Linked DNA regions of Rattus norvegicus: region 1 is linked to region 2. Evidence: chromatin contacts called from public Hi-C data. All regions are on one chromosome and are shown on one strand. Each heading gives the region's core, a stretch centred on a gene start, on an enhancer-like site or on the middle of the called end of the contact. The rest is flanking DNA. Distances are from core to core; before and after follow the strand shown. Region 1 overlaps Dlc1 (DLC1 Rho GTPase activating protein). Region 2 overlaps Dlc1 (DLC1 Rho GTPase activating protein).

What was found. Hi-C and Micro-C count contacts between places; a contact is called where the count stands out from the background.
Region 1: a contact with region 2 is called in a Hi-C map of the A7r5 cell line, with 1.6 times the contacts expected there. The contact joins two enhancer-like sites. A contact is called at or near these places in 3 of 12 Hi-C or Micro-C datasets (the A7r5 cell line, the Rat2 cell line and liver).

The regions. Positions count from the first base shown.
Region 1 is chr16:62,118,500-62,125,789 of GRCr8, forward strand. All of the region lies in intron 4 of Dlc1 (DLC1 Rho GTPase activating protein), which reads left to right. Among named protein-coding and RNA genes, the nearest start is that of Dlc1, 130 kb to the left of the region's middle. Within about 2 kb of position 2,927, at least 12 of the 93 cell types and tissues checked have an H3K27ac peak or open chromatin away from gene starts, as enhancers often do. A contact at or near this core is called in the A7r5 cell line, where this site is marked.
Region 2 is chr16:62,052,593-62,059,774 of GRCr8, forward strand. All of the region lies in intron 2 of Dlc1 (DLC1 Rho GTPase activating protein), which reads left to right. Among named protein-coding and RNA genes, the nearest start is that of Dlc1, 61 kb to the left of the region's middle. Within about 2 kb of position 2,174, at least 9 of the 93 cell types and tissues checked have an H3K27ac peak or open chromatin away from gene starts, as enhancers often do. A contact at or near this core is called in the A7r5 cell line, where this site is marked.

The DNA.
Region 1 (7,290 bases), core at 1,677-4,176, 67 kb after region 2:
GGCATCAGTGTGTCTCCTAACCATCACAGGTAGATAGGGAGGGAGAGAGGCAGGGAGGGAGGGAGGGAGGGAAAGAAAGACAGACACGAACACAGACACAGAGATAAGAGACAAAGGTAAGGCATTTTGTGGAAAAATCTCATTTGAATGGGAAAAAAATACATAGAAATGACCCTGGAGAAGTAGATTGATTCGAAGGTGATTCCAATAATCTACGAACAAAAAGGTGATGTCTTAGTTAAATATTAAGGAGTACAGAAGAAGTATGGATAGATCCATAACTGTATTAAAGAATTCCTGCCTTTAAAATGAAGTAATCGGTGTATATATAAAGTAAAGCAGGGGTGACAAAATGCTTAGTGACTGAGCAACTGGAAAATAGCACTGTCAAGATAGGGGATGTCTTTCCCCTTTCTTTTCCCTTCTGTAAACAATCTTCAACTTTCATTTCAGGAACCAGTCCTAGTTTTCTTTCTATTGCTAGTATAAAACACCAGGGCCAAAATCATCTTGGTGAGGAAAGGGTTTATTTGACTTATGCAACCCAATCACAGTCTGTCCTAAAGAGAAGTCAAGACAAGAACTCAGGGCAAGAACCTAGAAGCAGGAACTGAAACAGAGACCCTGGAGAAACACTCCTTACTGGCTTTGCTGCCCCAACTCACTCATCCTGCTTCTTTATTCAACCCAGGATTACCCGTCCAAGTATGATACCACCCACAGAAGTTTAGCCCATTCGACCTCAATCATGAACCAAAAAGGTGCCTCACAACCCAGTATTTTGTCATTTGAAGATTCCTCTTCCCAGATGATCCTAGCCTGTGTCAAACTGACAAAAAACTAGTCATCATGAACCTCACCTAAGACAAGACACTACACTTGGTAGCTATGATAAAACCATACTGTTCTCAAATGTAGAGCCTATGACAACTAGTGTCTGTGTTGACAGTAGGAAAGGGAAAGTTAAGATTCTCTATGCTATGCTTTCAAAAACAGCAATTTCATAGGTGAAGAGCCTGCTTCCTTTGAATTCCATTTAGGCCACCACTGATTGCCTCCTCCTAAGAAGTCCCAAGAATATAGGCAAGAGATAAACAGAGCTTCGTTGGGGAGAAAGAAGAAGTACATTTTGGTGACATGAGGTGAACCCTGATTTCAGCCCCACTGGAAGCCAGCCCCTACAACTGGGTTCTCGGGCACTGAACTTCAGTAGGTTTAAGCCATTTATTAAAAAGAGTCCTGGCTCATGGAAAAGCCAGACTGTGACTAAACTGTTTTAACTGTTTAAACTGTGAAACACACATCAGGAGCTCCACAGAGAGTTTAGCCCTCAGGTGCTATCCACAGGTAATAGCTTTAGACAGGCGATAAACGCCCAGTGCAGGAAGAAGAGATGGAGAGAAACCATGACAACGGCAACATGGAGTCAGCAAGTGTGTGTTGAGCTTCTGTTCTGTGTCAAGTAGTATATCACTGTGTGAAGTTGACCACAACAACAATAAATGAGACCATAAATTCCAGGTATTTAAGAGCCCATAGTATATTAGAAGATACAAAACTATCCAGATTAGAATGGAATTCAGTATCCTTAATAATTGGATGCCCTTGGGGTTGGGGGTTTAGCTCAGTGGTAGAGCGCCCTGGGTTCGGTCCCCAGCTCCGAAAAAAAGAAAAGAAAAAAAAATTGGATGCCCTCAGAAGAATGGATGATGTGCAAAGTTTTAGAAAGAATAAGCAAAATGAGCTTCACTGAGAAGCAGACATCAGTATTTTGAGTAGAGATTAAAAGAAGTGGGAGATTAAATCTATGTGTTTACTTGAGAAGGAGAAGGCAAGTATGCTGAAAAAGAAGGTCATCGAGCAAGAATCAAGAATTCAAACCATTCAAGGCCCCATAGGCCATCAACAGGTTCTTTCTGTTCGTTCATTCCCAGCTTTGTAATTATTTTAGTTAGCATGTATACTTAGAGGTTTCATGATGGCATTTTAATAATGTACATCACCTACCTCTTTGCCTGCAACCCTCAAAGGTCAAGGGCATTGACTTCAATTCTGTATGAGAGGCCAGATGAGAGTTCTCAATAGAAATAGCACATGATCTTACTTGCATCTCCAGTGGACAGCGTGTAAAGACAACCCACAGGCATAAGCAGTGATGACGAGCAGGAGACCAGGTAGCAGACAAACGTTGCAGTACAGAAAGACAGAGGCTAGACCAATGTTGCTGACATTCTAGGTATGGTTTTTAATGGGGACAGGAGGGAGACGAGGAACAAGGTCAACTATGATCTATAAAAAAAAAAAGGATTTGGATGACTTCCAGGTTTTTTCTGGAGCTCCTAAAAAAAAGAAAGAAAAGAAAAAACCCTCCAAGGAAATGGAATCTGAATGCCACAAAATAAAGGAATGTGTTATTTCAGAGAACTAAAACACCATGGTGCTTGAAAGCATTCTTTGTGTTTTTAAAAGCTAGAGAAAAACCAAATGAATAAGACAAGGACCAAAAATTGCCCATTCGGCTTAACAAATAACCATAGGAAAAAAAACACCCTTTGATGATTTTGATGAAAACAATTTCAATATTTATTTATTTTAATTAAGTTAATTTATTTATTATTTGCTAAGCTCCACCCCCCCAAAAGAATAGTGTTGATTGTTCAACACCTTGACAAACTTTATGGTTAGCTTAAATAAATACAATGAACTTATTAGAAGTTCATTAACTCTACAAGTCTACCCCATGCACACAGCACAATGAGACTTGGAAGTTTAGCACATGGTTCAGGTGTCTAGGTACTTATGCATTGCTGAGAATGCATATGTGAATGAGAATCAAGAATAAAGTGATCTCACAGCATAGTCACCATTACCAACAGGAGCCCGCAGAAGAGGCTTTCCACATGAGAGTGGAAAGATTCCTCACATGAACTCCAGCCAAGGACCCTATGACTCAGTCAAGAAGCAGACACTATGGCCTTGAACGTTTTGAGTCTTCTGGAGCCAGCATGTTGCCAGTGCAAAATTGAGGGCTTACAACTTGCATCCCCTCTACACGAGCTCTCTGTTTTCTTGCCTGACTATGGACAGAACAACACAGAAGTTAAGTGAAGACGATGCTCTCTATCCATACCTCTTTATTCGTCTCCTCCAAAGATATTGTCTTCCTGGGTTTTAGAGTATTAATCTTCAAAGATTGGACCACCATTCATGACAGCCTCCAAAGATCCATTGACCCTATGGCCTCAAGAACCATGATGAACTTGAGCACTGGATCAACATGCTTCTGTAGGTGGTTAATACATGTGTTGAATAAGTTAAAGTACACCGACTCCACAAAGCAGATAAGATCAGAGCTTCTCTCTTGGCAGAGCATTGTGGAGTCCAAGTATTCTAGCTCCCTCTGTTAGAACGCTGGGATTATGGTAAACTTGGTTTTGAGCAGCTCTTTGGACTGGCTCTAGAGATGTCTCTCCTGCAAGTCTGTACTTCTATGGTTTCCACACAGAACACATTCAGCTGAAGTATAGAAATTGATCTGGGTTTGGTCCAGATTCACCTGACTGAAAGGTGGCTTTTCTCCATTCACCTTGCATTTTAAAGTCCTGGTCTTTAAGGCTTCTCAATAGTCTGCTCCCTACCCACTCTCTTTGTAAGAGATGAAAGTGGTTTTCCAGACAGGCCTGCTGTGAGTGACTTCATGGAAATGAATAACCTGAGTCCTTGTGTGCCTCTCTCACGGGGAACTCCTGATATTTATTTATTTTTAAGAATAGGACTGGGACGTAGATGTTTCCATGAACAGTTGAGTCATTCCTTACAAAATAAGAATCCTACTCCTCGGTCAGACATGCCTTACATTCCGGTCTTCCCACTTCAGGCGGTTGTGTGCTACTAAATATTCGGTGGAAATGACACACGTCTGGAAGCCTAGAAGGAGAGGCTGCTGATCAGGGAGTACACAATGAAGGTGTTGTGTGGTGCTAATTGAGGAAGGCAGACTCCCAGATCTGAAATAAAATGAGATCTGTGACACCTGAAGCCTCTGGCATGAGTCCTTGTAAAAAATCAAAGTGTCTTGTTCTGTGCACTCTGATCACACCCATCGGAGAACCATCCCACTTTCAAGAGCATTTTGGAAATAGGGCATATTGAGATACGCTGTGGCCAGTAATTCCTCCTGTGGAGAGCTCTCTGGGAGTCAAAGGCACTGAAGAGATGGATCAGCTTTTCACACAGAGCCCTAGATATCAGTGGGCCAAACCAAGTAGGCTAACCCTGGCTCTCCACATCCTATAGTCTAGTATACTTCCCTCCCAAAGGGAAAATATCAATCTGACTCAAAGTATTTCCTCTCAGATTTGTCAACAGAATGGTTCCTACAGGGTACTTTCTGGACCTCTGTGAGGCTTCACACAAGTAAGAGGACTGGAGTTGTGAAATGGAAATTGAAATGAGAATTAGTTTGCTAAGAATTATACGAAATGGAATGCAGATTGAATCAATATAAGCTAATTATCAGAAGAGGAAGACATTTGTCCCAGTTGAAGAAGATGTTGAAAGTGTCTGGACACAGATTTACTATGTGCATCCAAATGTGGCAAGAGTTTAAGCCTAGAGAAAATATGAGGTACATCTTAAACATGGGGAATTTGGCAATGCTTATTCAGGGAACTGAAAAGCGTCTCAGATAATAATTAGTGTTTTGGTGGGATAAAATGTAAGTGAATGAGAATTAGAGAAAAGTAAATGAATTAGAAATATGTGGGATTTTTTTCCTTATTATGCGAGTTGTCCACAAAAAATTAGGGTGGGGAAATCACAGATTTTGGTTAATACTTGAAAAGTTTTCCAAGAAGCCTAATAGGGTATGACAATTTAAAAAAAAATCACCTGCCCTTAATCCAAAGAAGAATCTGCAGAAGCTCAGAGATTTCTGTGCCAGTCCTTGGGGCTACAAAACAAAGAGGTTCGAAGTAGCAGTGTACAAGTGGAAACTGGGAGCAACGTTTGACTAAGAAGAACAGAGTAGGGAAATCCATTCAAAGAGGAGATCAGCACACTGACTTCCAGCAGAGGTTGGCATGACATCCAGGAAGCCAGGGCAGAAACCTTGACTTTATTGTCTGTTCCCTCTCTTCACCATAGGGGCTAGAGAGAAGTCTGGAGGGTTGAGAGCACCGCTTGCTCTTCCAAAAGCTTTACTTCTTTCTCCTCCTCCTGCTTTTGTCTCTTTCCTCTGAAGCTAAAGTCCAATAGTAAACTGCCCAAGATCCTGATGGAGAGCCACTACAGAAAAGGACTAGAACGGGAGCACAGATGTGGTCAAAATACATACAATCATACAAACATGAGTATACATGCACGCGGGCACACTGCCCTATAACTCTCACATCCTAAGAAACAAATTCACTACTATAGGAATTCCTTTCCATTTTTAAAGAGCTTCTTGATGCCCGGAAAGGGTTAAGGGAGGATCCACCTTTGTACCTGATTGTCTTTAGCCAAGTAAAGCAAAGACACAAAAGCATGCAGCTTGGTTCTTGACTGTTTGAATTGTAGCTTTGCTGCCAAATGTGAACAGTTCCAAGCAAAATCCATGTTGCAATCGCCCAATATTGAGAAATGGTTGAGTTCGCCTGGCAGGCTACATGAGATGGTTCTCCGAGGCTGTTGGACAACAAAATTCTAAGAGCCTTTTGCATGGTGTTTTAGCAGTCACTGGTGTTAGTTTGGTTTGCTATTTTATTTTTGTTTCGTGGGGAGAGCATGTGAAAATACTTTAACCAATGACCTTAGATTCGGTATCATAGCAAAAGAATTCACATTAATTTACTTTTCACCTCTCCCAGGCTTTTAGTATAATAGGGAGAGGGATGTTTTTTAGAAGAAGAGGCAGGGGTCAATTTACACTTCAGTTTTATGATGTGGGGCGAATTAATTACTTGAGTGTCAGCGCATTAATCCGTCAAGTAGGAGTAATAGTATACCAGGTAGCTTCAAGGTCCGCAAGAAGTCCAAAGAGTAAAAGTAAATGCTTAGCATTCCTTTTGTGGATGACGCAGGCTGAGTTCTTACAGCACTTGCTTACAGAACACACTGCAGTAGAAGTCCAGAAACAAGGGCACCACCCCCAGGGGACAAGTATCCCAAGGAGCAAATCCCCAACTACAAAGAAACTCAAAGTGAAACATCAAGTTGCAGATTAGCTGTGTGGGTTATCATGGCAGATTTTAACAAAACTAGGACTTAGAATTGTCTATAAGATGGTCTAGTTAGGGGTTGGGGATTTAGCTCAGCAGTAGAGCGCTTGCCTAGCAAGCACAAGGCCCTGGGTTCAGTCCCCAGCTCTGAAAAAAAAAAAAAAGATGGTCTGGTTGATGTTTTGGTCCTATGTAAAAGTACAGACTCCCAGTGATGGCTGAGACCAACACTGACCCCATGCCTTCTACAGTGTGGGACTGGTTCACATAGTGCTGAATAAAGGACACAAGGCCTCCTGAAAAGGGAAAACCAAAAGTCTCTATCAGAGAAAGTAGACATGAGCTAGTTAAGCCTATGATAGGACAATCTACAAAGGCCTCTCTGGGACCATGGAATCTGATGAGACGCCAACTTCACGGATAAAAAGAGCCAAGAGAAGAGAATTTCAGACAGGAACTATGCAGGGCAAAGACCTTAAGACTGAAAAGACCATAGAATGTGTTAGCATTAGAATGGGCTCTGTGTGGTCCACATAGTAACAGTCAAATCATCCTGATGTGGAGGCAGAAATTAGGGTAAGTGCGAGCTTTCTTCTCAGCACTGAGCAATTGCCTTTTCCTTCTTCCACATCCCTCCTGTGATATCTTAGTTCTCACAACACTGTTACATCCACTTGATAACTAGGCAGCAGTACTGGGGAACAGGTAATGTAATCTTGTATCATGAACAATTCATGTCCATGCTCTGAGATGGAAAGGATATAATTTAATAATCAAGGTTTAGCAAGATCAAAGTTCACCTTGAATTCCTGGCTCATCTCTGATATTATCAAATGGCTAAATCTGACACCAGATGTTGTAGTCTGTCCAGAGGTTAACTGTTCATATCAAGTGTGCTAATTTCATGCTCTTGTTCCCCACTAAGAAAGTTTTCCTAAACTAGACTTTGTGATATTGTAAGTCTCCAGTTTGATTAGAAAACACCCAGAAAGCCCAGAAGTTCTACTGTTCAGCCTCTATAGCAGTGATTCTCAACCTTCAGATTGCCCTTTGGCAAACATTTATCCCCAAAAATATAATTCATAACAGT
Region 2 (7,182 bases), core at 924-3,423:
ACATCAATCATTAGTCATGAAACTACCTTACAGGCATGCCCGTAGGTCAAGGTGTCGGCGATGTTCTCATAATCAATAGTCTGTCTTCTAAAATGACTATAGCTTGTGTCAAGCTGACCGAAAAGAAAACCAAACAGGAAAGATCATACTTGCATATTTGAAAATATCAATAAAATCCATTAATATGAATAATCAATATAAATTAATTTTCAAAATTAATAAATTCTCAATGAACTCATTTTAAAAAATCACATTTAGGCAAAATCAAAAGTAATTATGCATCTTTCTTACAAATGTATTTATTCCCAATCTGCCTTTGTCTTATTGCTATGTTAAGAAAGTTTGGTTAAGATTTATTCTTTATCCCCAAGATAATAATTTCATTGGGAAAATTTGTTCATGGCCAGTAATGTTGTAAGAAAAACTTGCATAAGACTTTTTCAGTTTTAAGGTAAAAGTCATTAAAAACAAAACAGATAATTTCAGGGCAAAGTTTACTTACCATTCAAAGTTTGCTTTCCTTTCAGAATAAGCCTTCTACTTCATCCCAACACTTCAGTATAAATGTGCTCTTTCCACCCTTAAAAGCAGTTTATATAAAAATGGCATGAAAGGAGTTATAAGTTATTCTAAAGCTCAAGGACAAACTTCAACAGTCATAATAACATCTTTGGTCAACTATACAATAATGACAGTGTGATTATGAACTATACAATAATAACAGTGTGATTATGAACTATACAATAATAACAGTGTGATTATGAACTATACAATAATAACAGTGTGATTATGAACTATACAATAATAACAGTGTGATTATGAACTATACAATAATAACAGTGTGATCATGAACTATACAATAATAACAGTGTGATCATGAACTATACAATAATAACAGTGTGATCATCAACTATATAATAATAACAGTGTGATCATCAACTATACAATAATAACAGTGTGATCATGAACTATACAATAATAACAGTGCGATCATCAACTATACAATAATAACAGTGTGATCATCAACTATACAATAATAACAGTGTGATTATGAATGTGGAGCTGTAGCTGTCACTGAACCAAAACATTTTTCTTGGATAGATAATAACACTCTGGTCTTCTTGATCCACATTTTCATTTTTGTTTTGTTGTTGTTCTTTTTCGTATCACATCACCACCTGTCACTACTGGTTTCTGAAAAGGTGACATAGGATTGAAGTCCCGTGACACATTCCTAAATGCTCCTCCGTGATTGATGGTAGTGCATACAACATCTAGTTTGTAATACATAGCAGTGCAGAAAGTACATTAGTGTGCCTAACAAATCAAAGGGCAAAAAGCCCACTTCTTCGCATGACTAAAGTAGGTATGACCACCATGTGTTATTTGAACAAGGCAATTACTACTCAGTTGACACTGAGTATTTTGCTCCATAATTGTGCGATGACTTTTTCTTTCCCTTCCTGTTATACAAGACAGAGGTCTCCCCATTTCCCTATTACAGTGACTTCACTGGAGTCAAGCCATGTGCCGGCCTCCACATCTCCAAAGACTGTGATTTACTCCAGCCCAAAGGTATACTTAACTTTCTGCATAAAAAAGAGTCTTTGTCAAGTCCAGCAACCTCTGAATCTGGGTCATTTCACAATACTGGGATTATTTTTCTTAATTGCTTCATAAGGTTAACCTCGAGAATGGTTGCGGCTTGCAAGGTACAATGTGTTCATTAAATTGGCTTCGTCAGTAATTCACGAAATGCCTGCAAACTGGCATCAGTGGACGAAGTTCACTGAGGTCTCCAAATAAAATGGCCAAATTGGCTCGGAGTAGGAAAACATTTGCCTCAAAACTCCTGTAGCTCCAAGAAAACAGGAACATTTCCTCTTTTCCAAGTCTGCCCTTATACTACTATGGAGTGTATTTAAATTACATCACCTTAATGGAAATGTTCCAAACAAAGATAAGTCATTTCTAAAATCCAGAGGGACTAGGAGAATGCTGGATGGAGAAGTTGATGAGTCTGGTTTTATACGGATGATATGGACACTGGCTATGAGAACTCTCAGGAGAGCAGGGCAGAAGTCCTTCTTCTCGCCCTAAGAACGTCCATGAGCACAACTCTGAAATACAATTGCACTGCAGGGCTCTATGATTCATAAATGGCCTTTACTCCTTGTTGAGTGGAAGTGGAGACCCACAGTGACGCAACATGGCCAAGCAACTGCCAGGGGACATGAATCATGCTTACCAAGTCTACTAAATGCACTCAGCAGGATGAGATTTCTTTCAAAATTATATTTTTATGCATATTCTATCTATTTATTAAAATTCAATAATCCATGTTGCCATACTGTGTCTGAATCCTTGAGTCTTCCAAATATATCAAGGATTCATGTGGCACGTAGAAATTCAAAGCATTGCAAAATCAGATTAAAATGTGTATGACATCTTTAGGATGTTAAACCTACGTGGTGTTATATAAAATATTTGATATTTGACATCTTTGAATACTTGGTTCCCAGTTGGTGGAAGGATGTGGGAAAGACTGGGAGGTGTGGCCTGTGTAAGAAGAAATGTCACTGGGAGCTGGCCCATGGTATTCCCAGTTAGGGTTCTCTGTTTCTCCCTCTCCCTCTCCCTCTCCCTCTCGCTCTCCCTCTCCCTGTCCCCCTCCCACTCCCTCTCTCCTCCCCCTCCCCCTCTCCCTCTCCCCCTCCTCCTCCGCCTCTCTGCCTAATGTTTGCAGATCAAGATGTAAGCTCTCAGCTATTGCTCCAGCTCCATGCCTGCCTGCCAGCTGCCATGCCCCTCCCCCACCCACCACGATAGTCATGGACTCAGTCCTCTGAAAGTGTAAGTTTTAGATAAACTCTTTTTTCTATAGGTCAACTTGATAATGCTATTTTATCACAGTTAGAAAATTAGTCAACTCAACCCATGTGCTAAACCATTTCTTGTTTAAAATTAGTTTCCAAAGTAATCTCAAACAGCCAAGAAAAGTGATGTCATCGGTCTAAAGTTAAAGTAAAGGTAAAGGGAAACACCAAGCATTAGGAACATCTACATGGGAACAAAAACAAATACTGAAAGTGTTTTTTCATATCATGTTGTGTTATTAATCTTGACCTATCCTCTGCACAAACTAAGAGACAAAAACGTCAGGAAGTTTCTTGTAATGTTTTGTTGTAGCGTTCATTTCCTGGGAGAATCAAAGATTTTCTGCCTAGTGAAAGCCCTTTTTCTTTTCTGTTCTAAACTACTATGAAAGTGTAGTAAAGAGAAGAGACTCAAAAGTTAGCTAAAATACAATGTACGGAAAACTGATTCTCCACAAACCTGCATCCACCTTAGCCAATTCTCGATCACGGCAAAGAGGTCTCTCACTCAGGGTCACATAATAAGAGAAAGGAATTCCATAATATTAGCAAAGAATTCATAAAAGTCACAGTAAAAATATATATTTTAATATTAGTGATATAGAGAATCACATAGTTTGAGGCTGACCATTTTAAAGCTATAGAAAGCTAAGTATGTTCTGCCTAAAAGAAAAATTTAAAAACAAGTTATTAATAAACATGGGCTTGGTAGTTAAGGAAATTTGGTGCTCTTCCAGACTCCTCCTTAGGAACCACAGTTGCCTCCCAGTAGCTACATCCAGAAGTTTACAACTCCAACTTCAGGGATACATTGCCCTATTCCAGCCTCTGCAAATGTGTGTATTTGCATGCGCGCGCGCGCGCGCGCACACACACACACACACACACACACACACACACACACACACACACACAAATAAATTTTTTTTTAAAATAGAAACTCACAGCTCCCTTGTTAATTATTGAAATGAAGTCTATACAACCTTAGACACAGTACAAGTTTAGAGAAAGATTTTAAAAGTCATAACATACATGACTTTACATAGGTTTGGGGTGGGGAGAATTTCTTATTTCTTTTTAAAAATATACACCATGCCAAATGCTTGTGACTCCAAAGTGCGGGAATTTAAAAATATCATCCTAACTAAATAACATGCCCAGGCTACCGTCTCTCTGATGATACCTTTTCCCCATTGAGGTTTTGTGGAAATCAGAAGACAATGATCAAAAATGAATATTTAGAAAAATGAACAAGAGAGAAAGAAAGGAAGGAAGGAAGGAAGGAAGGAAGAAAGGAAGAAAGAAAGAAAGAAAGAAAGAAAGAAAGAAAGAAAGAAAGAAAGAAAGGAAGGAAGGAAGAAGAAGGAAGGAAAGAAAGAAAGAAAGAAAGAAAGGAAGGAAGGAAGAAAGAAAGGAAGGAAGGAAGAAGAAAGAAGGAAAGAAAGAAAGAAAGAAAGAAAGAAAGGAAGAAAGAAAGAAAGAAAGAAAGAAAGAAAGAGAAGTGAGCGTTCTTATAAAGGGGGAAAGGGAACAACTGAGATAGTTCAGAGGATAAAGTCATTCACCACCAAGCCTGGTGACCAGAGTTTAATTACCAGAACCCACACAGTGGAAGGGGAAAACCAACTCCCACAAGATGTCCTCCGGCCTCTGCACATGTCATGGCAACCACACCCACACACACATTCAGAAACAAGTGAATAAAAGAACAGATTCATTAAGTGACTCAGGAGTACACGGTTCGTCAGATCTTGACAGTGTCGCTAAGATATGTTACCCTGTACATCTTACATTCCTAAGGGAGTGGTATCACCACCGGATGAGAGGAGAAGACATGTTATCGGTACAAAGGGCGAGCAATGAATTTTCTTTTTATCCTTCTGTGGAATAAATTATGAGATTTGCCCATATTACCTTAATAGTGACTCAGAAGGCATATTACAGTCATTCCACCTAACGTTGTGAAACCTGACTTGCCAATACCGATCTTTCCTTTTTTTTTTTAATTTTAGAAAATAATCCAAAACTTCTTCATCTTGGTACAGTTTTCCTGATACACCTTGACCTGGAGCTAAGCGTTTTGCATAGCGATCATGTGTAGAAACAGTGAGGTTGATAAGCTGATGCCTATTTCACTCAACAGCCATACAACCAAGGAATGACAGACTCTCTATGACTCCTTTTTTGGATTAACTATGTCTGCCTGGAGCCGAAGAATGCTAAATATGGGCACAATAGTCCAAGACGTCTGCTCACGCACACTCTTACCAGCACACGGATAGACTTAATTAACTTTAGCTCTTTGGAACAACTTCCAGGTGCTGAGTTTGCAAATTCCTTGAGGTCTTTAAGTAACCGACTAACCTGAAATGGAGCTGTCTGGGTTATTTTTGTTTCTCTTTCTTTTTTAAGTTGCTGCACCTCGGGGCACAATGATATCACACACACAAAAGAAGTTGCCCCGTCATTAAGGTTGGTGAAGTCTATAGTCATCGGCCTGTCCGAGATGCTAATTCTGTCCTTGTTCATTAACTGCAGCTGATGAGGAGTCAGGCAGCTGGTCTGTTCCTTTTGGTTGCTGGGCAACAGCCTTACTGATTGCTGGTTCCTTGGAGTTGAGGGTAGAAGGTACCAAAGCCAGTGGGCTGTTCCCTGGCTCGCCAGCCCTGTAAATATCTGTCCTGTACATCAATACTTTTCTCTAAAGGATAGGCTTATACGTTGTGATGCCTGCCTGCTATTTCTTCCTGCAGAATACCCCCCACTTACTCCCTCACTCCTCCCCTATAAATAGTTTGGTTTGCACTTCAGGCTTCTTTACAGAAGGCTGAAACTGATTATTGGAAAGAAGTGGGAAGAACCAAGAGCAGCCATAAGATCCAACCACAAATCTGTCAATCAACCATTTTCTCTGCCTCTCCCTCTGTCCTCTCTCTTCTCTCTTCTCTCCTCTCTCCTCTCTCCTCTTTTTTCTTCCTCCACTCTGCCATCCTCTTCCCCTTTCGTCCTTTCTTCTTCAGCCTTCTGATGCAGAGTTTTGATATCGCATGACTCAATATATGAGCACATTGGCCATCACTGTTTTCTGAAGCCTATGAAACAAACTGACTTCCCCGTTGATCACTGATTAAGAAAATGCCCTATATGCTTGAAACCAAGCTTCTGGTGATATTTTTCTCAATGCAGGTTCCCTCTTCTCAGATGACTGTAGCTTCTATCAAACTGCCATCAAACTAGCTAGCACATCTGGTGTGTCATGCTTTGCAAACGCTGGATAGGCTAGGGTATTGGATATCAATGGTTTAGTGGATATCAATTGGTCGTGAATCCTGCACAAGAACACACATGACAAATGTTAAATATTCGGCATTAGCTGAAAGAACACAGCTTCCTGAGAGCAACACCATAGCATAGAAACGGATATGTTTTTAAAAAGCAATTCCAACCATCTTCTATAAATTCTTCATGCTCATTATCATACAAAGGTCCCAAGGCATATTACAACATAGAAATATGCATGTGTTTAACATAGTGAGTCTACAACTCAAACAACCAGAAATCCTCTTTTTATTACATTCTGTTAACAGACTTAATATTTGGTTTAACCATTTGGCGAATACTCATCTAGAAGCTCAGATTCCCTTGAAGGTTCTCAAAGTCAGACATGTCACTGTGTTATTCTCTGGTGTTTATTTGGTTCTATAGTGGATAGCTTTCTTTGTTTTGACTTTCATCTTTTTGTTGTTTTGTTTGTTTTGGTATTAGTTTTGGTTTTTGGTGTTTGGTTAGTTAGTGAATTGGTTAGTATTTTGTTTTGTTTTGTTTTTGACAAGGTCTCAATCTATAATCCAGCTAGTCTGAAACTCACCCTGTAGTCATCCTTTTACGTGAACCTCCTGAGTGCTGAGATTACAAGCGTCTTTTCCCCATACTTGGCTGTAAGTGTGTTTTCCAAGTGTACTAAAAGGACAAGATACTGAGAGCTGAAGAGAAAGCGAAGCCACCTCTGTATCCTTGGCAGTTCTCACACATCCTCCTTTGGGTGCAGTGTAAATTCTCTAGAGAACAAACTGGGGAAGAAAGAAATATGCACAGAACACAGATTTCCTCTGTCTTTCCGGTCAGGCACAATTGTACATTCCAGCAGTTAAAATATATATTGGAGATGAATGGATTTCTTTACAACGGTACCTTAGGAGAAATATTTTAGGATATATTTCATGTTTAAAATGCTTGGCTATTACTATCGTGGGTCATAATTAGAATTTGCCTTTCAATGATGTATGAATAAAGCAGTGTTCTTACA